2 separate regions of the Hordeum vulgare genome follow, and region 2 is linked to region 1. A link is a contact called in public Hi-C data. All regions are on one chromosome and are shown on one strand. Each heading gives the region's core, a stretch centred on a gene start, on an enhancer-like site or on the middle of the called end of the contact. The rest is flanking DNA. Distances are from core to core; before and after follow the strand shown.

Region 1 (5,666 bases), core at 1,945-4,444:
AGATAAACAATTTTTCAAAAAGACAAAAAAGGGTGTTGTTTGTAAATATGAAGCAAACATGATTTTAGTTGGTTCAAATTCGAAAACATAGTATAACAACAGAATCCTTTCAAGATTCTGATTAAAAGCCATATAAAATTCGTCAAAATCGATGCAAGTATGAATTACTTGTGATTTTAGCAAAGTATAAGGGCCTATACAGAAAAGTCCATGAGGTCACATTTATAACATACTCGAAAACAAAAACAAGGTTGATATTCATAATCTATGAAAAAATATACCATAAATCAATAATAATTTAAGTACATTTAAGTTTGAATAAGTCTGATTTAAGTTAATAAAAATTTCACTTTAAAAATAAAAAGGATTTAAAATAATAATAATAAAAAATCTAAGCCGACGCACACTGTGAGGGCCGTCAACATAGATTTGACGGCGTGAGCCCGCCGTCTATCCTCGAGCGCCAGGGTCACATTTATGCCGACAAGGGACTTATGCCTATGGTTGTCGTCGACGTAGATGGAACCGATGGTCGACCTATGCCTACGGTTGTCGTCGGCATAGATGGAAGTGTGTCGATGGCTTTTCCACGCTGTTGGCATAGCTCCATCTATGCTAACGGCCCGACAAAAGGCCATCGACATATTGGTTTATTTCGTTAGTGTCTCAAGCTACATTGAAATTTTAAAATATTGAACAACCTATATATATATACTCATGAAAACATAATCATGTCTCTTTGTTATTAGCAACCATGTGTCCTGCCGTCTGTTTCTTTTCTCACAGAGAATGAGTGTCACTACAGAAATCAGGAAATTTATCGTCAGGCAGCTACAAGTCTTGTGACGACAAATACATGATTACTAACGACAAAGATTTTGCCATTAGCCCCTGATGACAAAGCATATCGCCATACACCAAGTCGGCAAAGGGGTATTTTGCCGCCAGTCTTTGATCGACAGACGACAAAGATTTTACCGGCAGTTAATTCATTTTGTCGTCGGCGGAAAAAGGCACACGACAAAAAAACTAGTAGACGGAACATCATGGCTGACACACGACGTTAGTTATTTTGCTGTCAACCTCTTTGGAAAGCAGACGGCAAAGCCTCTTCCCTATGCCGTCAACACTTCTATAAAGTAGACAACAAAAATTATATTAATAAAACTAAAACAACAATCCAAGTGTAGAGGCATTGAACGAACGACGATGAACACCACATTATTCATCTCATCAACGGTTGTTCCAAGAATCGACAGCGAAACAATAAATTTCACAATATAAAACTCGTCTATTTCACAAAATGAACAAATTACACACAGATCATATTACACACACAATATATCACACACGAACGGAGCTTGAACAAATTACACGTGAGCAGAAGCATAAACGAGAAGCTTAAGTCGTCCACCGCGCTGGAGCTCGGGCACTGGATTTGGTCGCAACCCCGGATCCATCGATGCTTTGAGGGACGTAGGACGCCACTCCTCGAGGTTGGTGCTGGGGCCGGTGGCCGGCGGGTGCGACGGGAGAAGGGGTCGGTAGGCTGCGTGTGCGACGGGAGACGGGACACGAGGCAAGTGGTCGTCGACGGGAGACGGGCGAACGGGGTGAGGGCCGGCGGGCAAGGTAGCGACCGGCAGGGGCGATAGCAGACGGGGTTGGGGCCTGCGGCCAGCGGGGCAACATGGGATGAGGCGGGGCCGGTCCGATGACCGGCTGGGGTGACGGGTCGCTGAGCCGGCGTGGGGGAAGCGCCTGGAGCCGGCAGCAAAGAGGGAAGGGCAGGCGGCGCCGGGCACGAAAAATGAGAGGGGCTGAAGATGTCGGGCGAGGCCAGGGCCGTCTGGCGAGGTGGTGCGGGCGAGTCCTAGGCCGGTGGGCGAGGTGGTGGGGTGAGGCCATGGCCGCGAGAGAGGTGGTGGGAGCGAGGCTAGGGTCGACGAGAGAGGTGGCGGCCAAACTGCGAGGTGGTGGCGAGGCGGCTCGGTTGGAGGTGTGGATCAAAAGGAGAAAGAGGAAAGAGAGAGAACGTGGGGTGAAGGTTTGTGTAGGGTGGGGGCCAGGACAAGGAAGAGAGAGAGAGAGCAGTAGGGTGGGTTAGAGTCACATGGCACGTGAACGTGGGATGAGTCACACGACGCGGTGTGGGATGAGTGCGTAGGAGATGTGCGAACCAAATCTTGCCATGACATCGATTCATTTGATGGATCCGTAAGATATTTTTTTGTTCGTCGTCTCTTTTTAAAACAAAGACGGCAAAGTATGTATTTGCCATCTGTAATAAAACGCACACGGCAAAAAGAGCTCTTTACCCTGAGTCAAGTTAGATGACTCATGGTAAAATGTCCGACCCATTTAGTGTTTGTCAAACGGACACATGTCACCACTTTTGCCGTCAGCTTCACACAATGCAGACGACAAATATCCATCTTTATCGTTACTTGGCAGATCTCATGACGGCAAACTATCCTTTATCGTCAGTCGTAGCTAGGTTAACGTGTGCTTTTGGCAATGTTTGCCTACAGTAAGTTTTTGCCGTTAGTGCAAAATATTCTGTCGTTTGTCCAGATAATAAGATTGACGGCAAAGCACTCAGGCAAAATAATTGATTCGTGTAGAGTGTGTAGTGTAGACAATTGTGTGTGTTGTTGTATGCTTGGCCTGGTTTAGCACGAGTCAGCACTGTTTTACCAGATTGCTACTGTAGAGTGTACGACCGTACAGTACACTGTAGATGCCTTGCTATCAGGATACCGACCCAGCTTTTGTACTCTGATGGATAAATGATGCTCCGCTGGCAGTTAAGGTAGTCGATCGCGATGGATGATAATTTCAGCACGCGTTGTTTTCCTTGTCATTGCCATATCTGATTCTCTTGACTGGTTCTTCTATGTTGTTTTCGTTCTCTGTAATAGTAGACGATAAGTAGTCTGTTTTGGTTGGTAATCAACTCTTCTTGTTGCATTATATATATGTCCACCATTTATTATTGCAGTTCCCGAACAACCCAGACCGATCCGTCGTCCCTGCGTTTTTAATTCGCAGTTTTCGATCTCGCCCGGCGCCAGCAGATTCATCGCCTCCTCCGCGCCGTCAGTAGCGGTCATCAGTGGGCGCCTGAGCCTGACGCCAACGCTAGCCCATAAACGCCCACGATTGGTCACGCACTCAGTCGGTTCGCCGTAACCGATCGATCGGGAGACGGCCGATGGCAACTGCGCAGAGCCTGGGCTGCGCACACGCGTACGCGCCCGGGTCGACCCGATCCATCGGCGCCACCGGCGGGCGACGTCTCGGTCGGCGTTCGTACTTCGTACGCGCTGAAGCCGAGCTCCGTTGATGTGCATGTCATGGGTGGATGGAGCGGCCAGCTAGCCATGGCTACTGCCGTTCACACAGTGCTTGAGGATAAAATCTCGCGGGAAACTGTACCACCGCATGACGCGAACCGGCCGATCTATTATTCCATGACACTTGCGAGCTGCATAGGAGGCACAAGTGGTGGTTCGCTGTCTATTTTCGGGCGAGAGAAATGGTGCAATGAACAGCGCGGCTAGACATGGACATCAGTAGCTCACCTAAGACTACTACGTACTACTAGCTTGTACGTACATGGATTACATTAGTGTTGAGCACTGCTTAGTTCGCTGTCTGGTTCCTCTGACGCATATGTTTTGGGTTACTAAACTGCGACAACCCTGATTGTCCGCGCTCAGCTAGGCTGATCGTCGTAGTTGTAGCTAGTGGGGGTACGGTGGTTGTTAGGTGCGTGAGATCCATCGGCATGCATAAACAAATTAATTCCTGGTCATTTCTGGCTGCGTACAACACTATTGCAACATGGAAATTGTTTGCGGGGAGGAAAATCTTGTTAAGGAGGGTCTTGGAGGTAAGCAACGTGGAATTTCCGAAGGCTGCTGCTTGAAACCACTTGCATGGTTCTGCGTCAATACGAGGATTGCTACAATCATGGATGGAGAAGGTACGAGTATTGTATATATATACTACTTTTCCTGTATCTGAATAATTATAGTTAGGAAGAACTAGGAGTACATCTCTACGTATTTTTGCCATCGATGGATCACTAGTTTGTTGCACCAACTAATGGTTTTTGTTAACGCTATCTACGAGGAGGTTTGGCGTAACGGACAGAATCATTGAGCCTATTACTCCAACCAAATGGAACGGTCCGAACTACAGAAAGCGAAGAAGGGTTTAATGGTGCATGGTCCATTGCACCTATCGAGCTGCAAATCTCGGTCATTTATGCTCGTTGATCCTACGATCGTTACTCGTCAGTAGGGCACATCCATTCCACAAGCACCGTGCATGTGGTCTTGTTTCATAATTCACCTGGGTTGATCATTGCTATGTTTTACGTCTCTTGAGAGACGAGACGATTCACCTAGTTCAAAACCTACTTTTTTTCAAAAAAAAAAGGTCCCTATCTCTACACCAACAGATACTACAATCATCTTTATTTTAGACTATCAACCCATGTAAAAGATGAAAATAAAATACCGTAAAGGAGTTTACTTACTGTGCATTATGATCTCGCTATCGTTGGATGAGGATCACACGAATTCTTTTCTCGCTGCTTCGTGCACGCACGCTTTGTTGCTTCTTTCGCTCCTCCATGAAACTTCAATTACTCATATATATAGGCAACAGAATAGGGTTAGCAATTCTTTAGCAAACTTTGCTCGCTCTAAAGCTAGGACTATTACTTGGTTAGGCTCTGGTCCTACAGAGGTTTTAGAACTGAATGCCTCTGATTATAACCCTGGTGTGCTGTGAGTATTGAAGTGTTTTACCCGTAAAAAAAAAGAATAAGCCACCTTTCCAAGAAAAATAACAATTGCGATATCCATTGTGTGGGACTCGATTCCAGGTCCCCTAGAGAGGAGGAGCATACCGCTCACCAACTCACTATTGAGTAAATAGGCAATTTTCCGAGTATATTAATTCACGAGATAATAACTAGCATGACATTGACTAAAGTAATGATATACTGATCATGAACTAACCTAGCACATACTACGTATATAGTTAATGTATCTATGCATGCAAATAGTACTGCTAGGATAAATACGAACATGAGGATAAACGAGTTATACCCTTCAATAGGCTAGTTGGCCGTAGCAGCAGCGTTGGCGTTGGACGCGGCCGTAGCACTAACATCCTTTGCCCTCTTCTTCTCAGCTTCAAGGGCAAGACGATTGGGCTCGAATGGTGAAGACATGGCGATGACGAGGGCGACGCGGACGTAGACGAAGCAGACGGACGGAGGCGAGCAGTCGCCTGATCGCTCCCCAAAAACCTAATCGCCCCTCTCCCGTACAGGAACCGGAGAGGCGGGGTTTCGGAGGCCTGCTCTCCCGTCGACCGTGTACGCGGTAAACGGGACGGAGTCGCCGGCGGCAGCAGTAGTCAAGGAACGAACGCGTGAGGCAGATGTGATCTGGTTCTCGTGACGGCTAGGGTAGGCGTTAGCCTGCTTATATAGGCGGCTGGGCGGAGAGACGTGGGACGAACCCACGTCCGAGTCGGTAACAGCCCACGATCCGACGTCTCGGATCGTGCCGTGTCCGTTACGTATTATCCGTTCCTGACCGACAAAAATAAGCGCGTAGGTATGAGCTCGGCTCGGCTCATTCCCG
Region 2 (5,666 bases), core at 981-3,480, 330 kb after region 1:
TGGTATTTGTGTTTGATAATGATATTTGTGTTGGATAATGATGATGATGATGGTATAAATGATGAGACTACTTTATGTGTATGATATGATGAGAATAATACATGTTTATTATGATATGATGAAACTACTGTTTAGAGCATGCACAAATACGTAGAGGGGGCATAAATACGACGGGAATTAAATATTGAAAGCAGGAATATTAGCAGTAGCGCTGGAATATTAGCAATAGCGTTGTCTTAGTAGTAGCACTTTTATTTATTCCGGTGCTAGTGCTAACGTAGGTACCCGTAGCGCTTTAATTCTAGTGCTACTACTAACATGTTAGTTGTAGCACGTTAGTAGTAGCGCTGCCCTCAACACTAATGCTAAGGGTAAAACCAGCGCTAGTACTAAGCTTTCTCCTAGTAGTGTTTACTTGAACTTGTGAGGAGGCATGTAGTGGGTGAGTTGGTTAGTGTGTTAAGATCTAAATAGTGAATTCTTGACTTCAATTCTTAGCTTTAGCATGATTTTTTAGGCTATAAAACTACAAGTATGGAAACTACTAGCATTAAGATTTGTTCCAACATCTTTTTCTCCCAAAAATTATCAGGTATGTGATGTGTGAGGTATCAATCTATTCACACAAAACTTAACCGATGATATTTCATCAACGTGCCTCCCTCCATCGGGCCGCCAAATTGACCAAGACCGAGGTACATAAGTTATCACTGATGTGTGAGTTCCTGTGATATTCACATAAAAATTATCGGGTGTATATTTCATCACCTCTCTTCGTCAAAGTTAGCAGGGTCGGGCTGCATAAGTTATCAGGTTACCGATGTATGAGTTACCATGCTATTCATATCAAAGTTACCGGTGGATATTTCATCAACCCCACCTTCATGCCATAGTTATCAAGACTGGGTTATATAAGTTATCAGGTCTGTGATATGCGAGTTACCCTGATATTCACACAAAACTGCCGGGATGTATCCCCATGGTCACCAAAATTACCACGGTGTCATCAACTCTAGATGAGTTGGTAAAAAACAGTCTACTTAAATGCGGAAAAGATTAGACATTGCGTTAACTTTTGTGCACACAAAGAAGAGGGGACCAGTTAAATAGCCTATTTGATTTCGCTTTGTCAAGAAAAAAGGAACATAGATGAGCTGGTTGGCTAGTTGAGTTACCTCATGAGAGGTATAAGGATTGAATCGTCTTGTGTGCACCAATTTTTATATGAGAAAACGAAGAAGAAAATAGACCGGACATACTACGGTTTTCAGTAGAAGTAAATAAAAATTAGTCCCAAAACAAATCGGGGATCACACAAGAGAAACAGATTGAGCGATCGCGAGGTCGTGCGGATGTGTCGGTAAATACCGAATATATGGAAAATAGCAATCTCGTATTTTAAAAATGTGCAAGTTTTGTTAATAATTTGTTCTAGGTACTTTTTTATTTTATTTATAAAAATAATACCAATGCGAGTAATTCATTATAGTACTTTTTTAGAAAACTTTATTTTTTTATCTTGTTTTTATTTTTTATTATTGCCTATTTACAAGAAGAATAAGAATGGAGAGACGGTGGCCATTGAAATTCAATCTATTGGTCCCAATGGATTTGACCGAATGCTCAAACCAATCAGAAGTAAAAAAGGAAAACGCATCGGCCTGTAGCAGCTACGGGCGGGAACTCCTATTCAGCGCTGCAAGCCCCGTTTAACGATCTGCCTAATTTTTTTTGTTCTGTTTTTTTCTGTAAATACAGTGAGAAAAACAACCCGATTTTCTATTTTTGACAAAAATAAAATATGAAAACAAATTGTTTTTACAGATTTAACTAAAAAGTTCATCCATCTCAAAAGAAGTTCATTTCTTTAAAAGTGGTTCATAAATTTTTAAAAAATTCAATGAATTGAAAGATTAGTTCATTCAATTTTATAAAAGTTCATTAAATTTATAAAAAGTTCATTAAACTTGAAAAAAGTTCATCGAAATTCAAAAAAAATATTGAACTGAAAAAAAAGTTCATGTATTTAAAAAAAAATCATTGAACTAAAAAAGTTCATCAATTTTAGAAAATGTTCATCAATTTTATAAAATGTACGTCAAATTTTAAAATAGTTCATCAGCATTCAAAAATGTTCATAGAATTTGTCAAAAAAAGTTCGTCACCCTCCTTTTATATGGGCCGGCCCGTTAAAGACGCTGCAGGCGCCCGTTAACAAAATGCATGTTAACTGGCGCTTGCAGCGCTGAATAGGAAATGCCGCTACGGCATGCGTGTACGTATGGCAAAGAAGCCCACAAAGATAAACAGTCCATCTCTATAATTTTAATAAGACACTCCTGCCTTTCATGTATACCGAACTCCTCTCTCCAACCCTAGAAAGATTTCGCTCCTCTGTATGGGGCGTCTACCGCCGGCCGCCGATCTCGCACACACGCCATCAACAGGAGCCAAGAGATCTGACCGGGACAATGAACGCCATGCAGCCGGTGCTAGCGGTTCGCCCCTCTCTCCTTCCACGTTGTTGATCCCGACGGACGGTCGGCTGGCTAGCAACCGGTTCTACGACCCCCACAACATTGATCAAATACGGAGTAGGTATTATCTCTTTTTTTTTTTTGCAAGACAAATAGGTATTATCTCGTACGACCAGATTATCCAATGAAAGACCCAATTGTTATGTGACACCAGTTTATACAACCTAGTACTCCCTCCGTTCCTAAATATAAGTCTTTCTAGAGATTTCATTAATAGAGTACATACGGATGTATATAGACATAGTTTAGAGTGTAGATTCATTCATTTTACTCCGTATGTAGACTCCTAGTAAAATCTCTTAAAAGGCTTATTTAGGAATGGAGGGAGTAGTATTTGGAGCAATTGAATCGTACTAATTTGATGCGTCTTTTTCTAATTATGTTATGCCTCGAAGATTAAGAGAACAACCAACAGTAATACATTCATTGATTTATAGTTTTATACTCCATATATATACTAATTTATAGTAGTAAGACTCAATCGTATTAATTTTAGTATAAAATTATACTAAAGTCGAGACACTTATTTTAGAACGGAGAAATACATATATATACTAATGAAAAACCCTTCTAGACAAACATACGTTGTCATAGAGAGCATGGCTCATGTGCTTAGCAAACTGCAAATTTATATAAATTAAGATTTATCCATTGGCAAACTTTATTATATGAATGATATTAGCACTTGATATACTGTTGTGGTTTAGGGTCATGTAATAAAAAAATCGCCCCCCCCCCCCCCATGCTTAAATCCTGGCTCTGCCCCTTGTTGTACCTGTGTGTCATCACTAGCAGATGGCCAGCCGTCAGCACATTTAATGTTGTGCCATATCAAGAACAGGCAAACTGTACGTGTATATGAAATGGGGCAAGCACTTGAACACACCAACTTCCATCTCAAGGCGACGATCGCGTGCATCTTCGTCGCCGGCGAGAGGGAGAGAGAGGAGATTTTGGATAGAGGAATGCGGAGACGGCGAGGTAGGTGCCGGGGAACTCCTACCAGCCGCTCCCAAGCACAGGGAGGCATCCAACTGGGCCAACCCATCTTTTTTTTCGTCTAACAAAATCGGATAGTTTCTTTCTTCCCCTCTTTTTTTTGTTGTGTTTATTTCTTTTTTTCCTTATTTGTCTCATTTTTCTTACGATTTTCCTTTTTTATTTTTATATCAAAACGAACAAACGTTGAATTTCTCAATCATTTTTTGAAAACATGAAAAAAAAATAGAGAACAAAAATAGGCAGATTTTTTTTCAAATCACGAACAACTTTGGAAGTGCGGACAGTTTTCTAAACCACGAATATATTTTGAATATCGAGAATAAAATTTTGAAAAGGAGAACAATTTCGAAAAATCTTGAACAAATTTGAAAGCGCGAATAAATTTTTAAAGCATAAACATTTTATGAATTTTGAGAAAAACAATTGAAATCGAGAACAATTTTGGAAAAACATGAACAAATTTGGAAGCGCGGACAATTTTCTAAAACACAAATATTTTTTGAATCTTGAGAACAAAATTTTGAAAAGGAGAATAATTTTGAAAAACCCTGGATAAATTTGAAAACGGGAACAAATTTTCAAAGTACGAACATTTTTTGAATTTTGAGAACAAATTTTAAGATTGAGAACAATTACGAAAAATCTTGAACAAATTTGGAAGCGTGAATAATTTTTTAAAGCACGAACATTTTTTGAATCTTGAGAACAAAATTTTGAAACAAAGAACAACTTTGAAAAATCCCTAACAAATTTGGAAGCATGAACAAAATTTTAAAGCACGAACATTATTTGAATCTTAAGAACAAAATTTTGAAAAACAGAGAACAATTTTGAAAAACTCCTAATCAATTTGGAAGCACGAACAAATTTTTAAAGCACGACCATTTTTTGAATTTTGAGAACAAATTTTGAAACAAGAACAATTTTGAAAAATCTTGAACAATTTTTTAAAGTATGAACATTTCTTGAATATGAAGAACAAATTTTGAAACTGAGATCAAATTTGAATCTTAAGTACAAAATTTGAACCAGTTTTCAATTTGTGAACAAATGCTGAAAAAAGAGAAACATTTTCCATAAAATAGGAACATTTTTTAAAATGTGAAAACAAGAATATTTTTTGAAAACTGTGACCAATTTTTGCAAGAAGAACATTTTTTGAAAAATCATGCAGTTTTTTGAATACGAGAGCAATATTTGAAACACGAACCTTTTTGAAAATATGAATACATTTTGGAACAAAGAAGATTTTTTGAAGCACAAACATTTTAATATATATTGTGAAGCAAATTTTGAACACGAGAACATTTTTTGAAATTCAAAAAACTATATTAGAAAATGTAAAACAAAAAATAGGAAAAGGAAAAAAGGAACAAAATTGAAGGAAATAATGAATACTGAAGCAATAACTTTTTCAGAAAAATCATGAACATTTGTTTGAAAATGTCAATCATATTTTCAAATCACGAACATTTTTTGATTTTATCAATATTTTTGAAAAACAGAAATTATTAACAATTAAGAACATTTTTATAAGGGAAAAAACATTTTCGGAATTTTATAAACAATTTTCAAACATGAACTTACTTTTAAGAAATTATTATTTTAAAAAAGAAACAAAAATAGGAAAAGAAAAAACGAAAAAACCGACACAAAAAAAGGACAAAAAAAGAACCAAAACCGGAACTGCGTGTATACGGAAATGGGCCTTCCCAGTTGGTCGCGCCCTTGTGCGTCTGCCCGCCTATTTGACGCAAAGAGCGTCAAATAGGGTTTTTCGTTAGGCCAATCTCACCTTCTGGGTTGTGGCCCACTCCTGACTTCAAACGGGCCATCCCTTCCAAGTTGACTCAAACCTCACCTATAAAAAAAAGTTGACTTAATTAAAAAGTTGACTTTTTTTTTTCAAGGTGAACGCCCGTTTTCGAACATGTGGATGGTCTTTCTTAGAGCATCTATAGTTAGACCCTTCAATTCCGGTCCCTCAAACGACCGTCGACGCGTCCGCGGACACTAACCGGTTATGCCTTAAATATTGCATTTTACATCCGAATATCTCAAATTAGAAACCTTAAATACATACTATTAAATGCAATGTAAACCTAATACTAAACGGAGCTCGTCCGG

The links. A called contact is a pair of places that touch in the nucleus more often than the background predicts.
Region 2: a Hi-C map of leaf shows a contact between it and region 1, with 3 times the contacts expected there. The contact joins two enhancer-like sites. A contact is called at or near these places in 2 of 6 Hi-C or Micro-C datasets (leaf and seedling).

What each region holds. Positions count from the first base shown.
Region 1 is chr3H:456,694,752-456,700,417 of MorexV3_pseudomolecules_assembly, forward strand. No RefSeq gene overlaps it. Among protein-coding and RNA genes, the nearest start is that of LOC123444231, 220 kb to the left of the region's middle. Within about 2 kb of position 3,195, at least 1 of the 3 cell types and tissues checked has open chromatin away from gene starts, as enhancers often do. A contact at or near this core is called in leaf, where this site is marked.
Region 2 is chr3H:457,022,896-457,028,561 of MorexV3_pseudomolecules_assembly, forward strand. No RefSeq gene overlaps it. Among protein-coding and RNA genes, the nearest start is that of LOC123441852, 16 kb to the right of the region's middle. Within about 2 kb of position 2,231, at least 2 of the 3 cell types and tissues checked have open chromatin away from gene starts, as enhancers often do. A contact at or near this core is called in leaf, where this site is marked.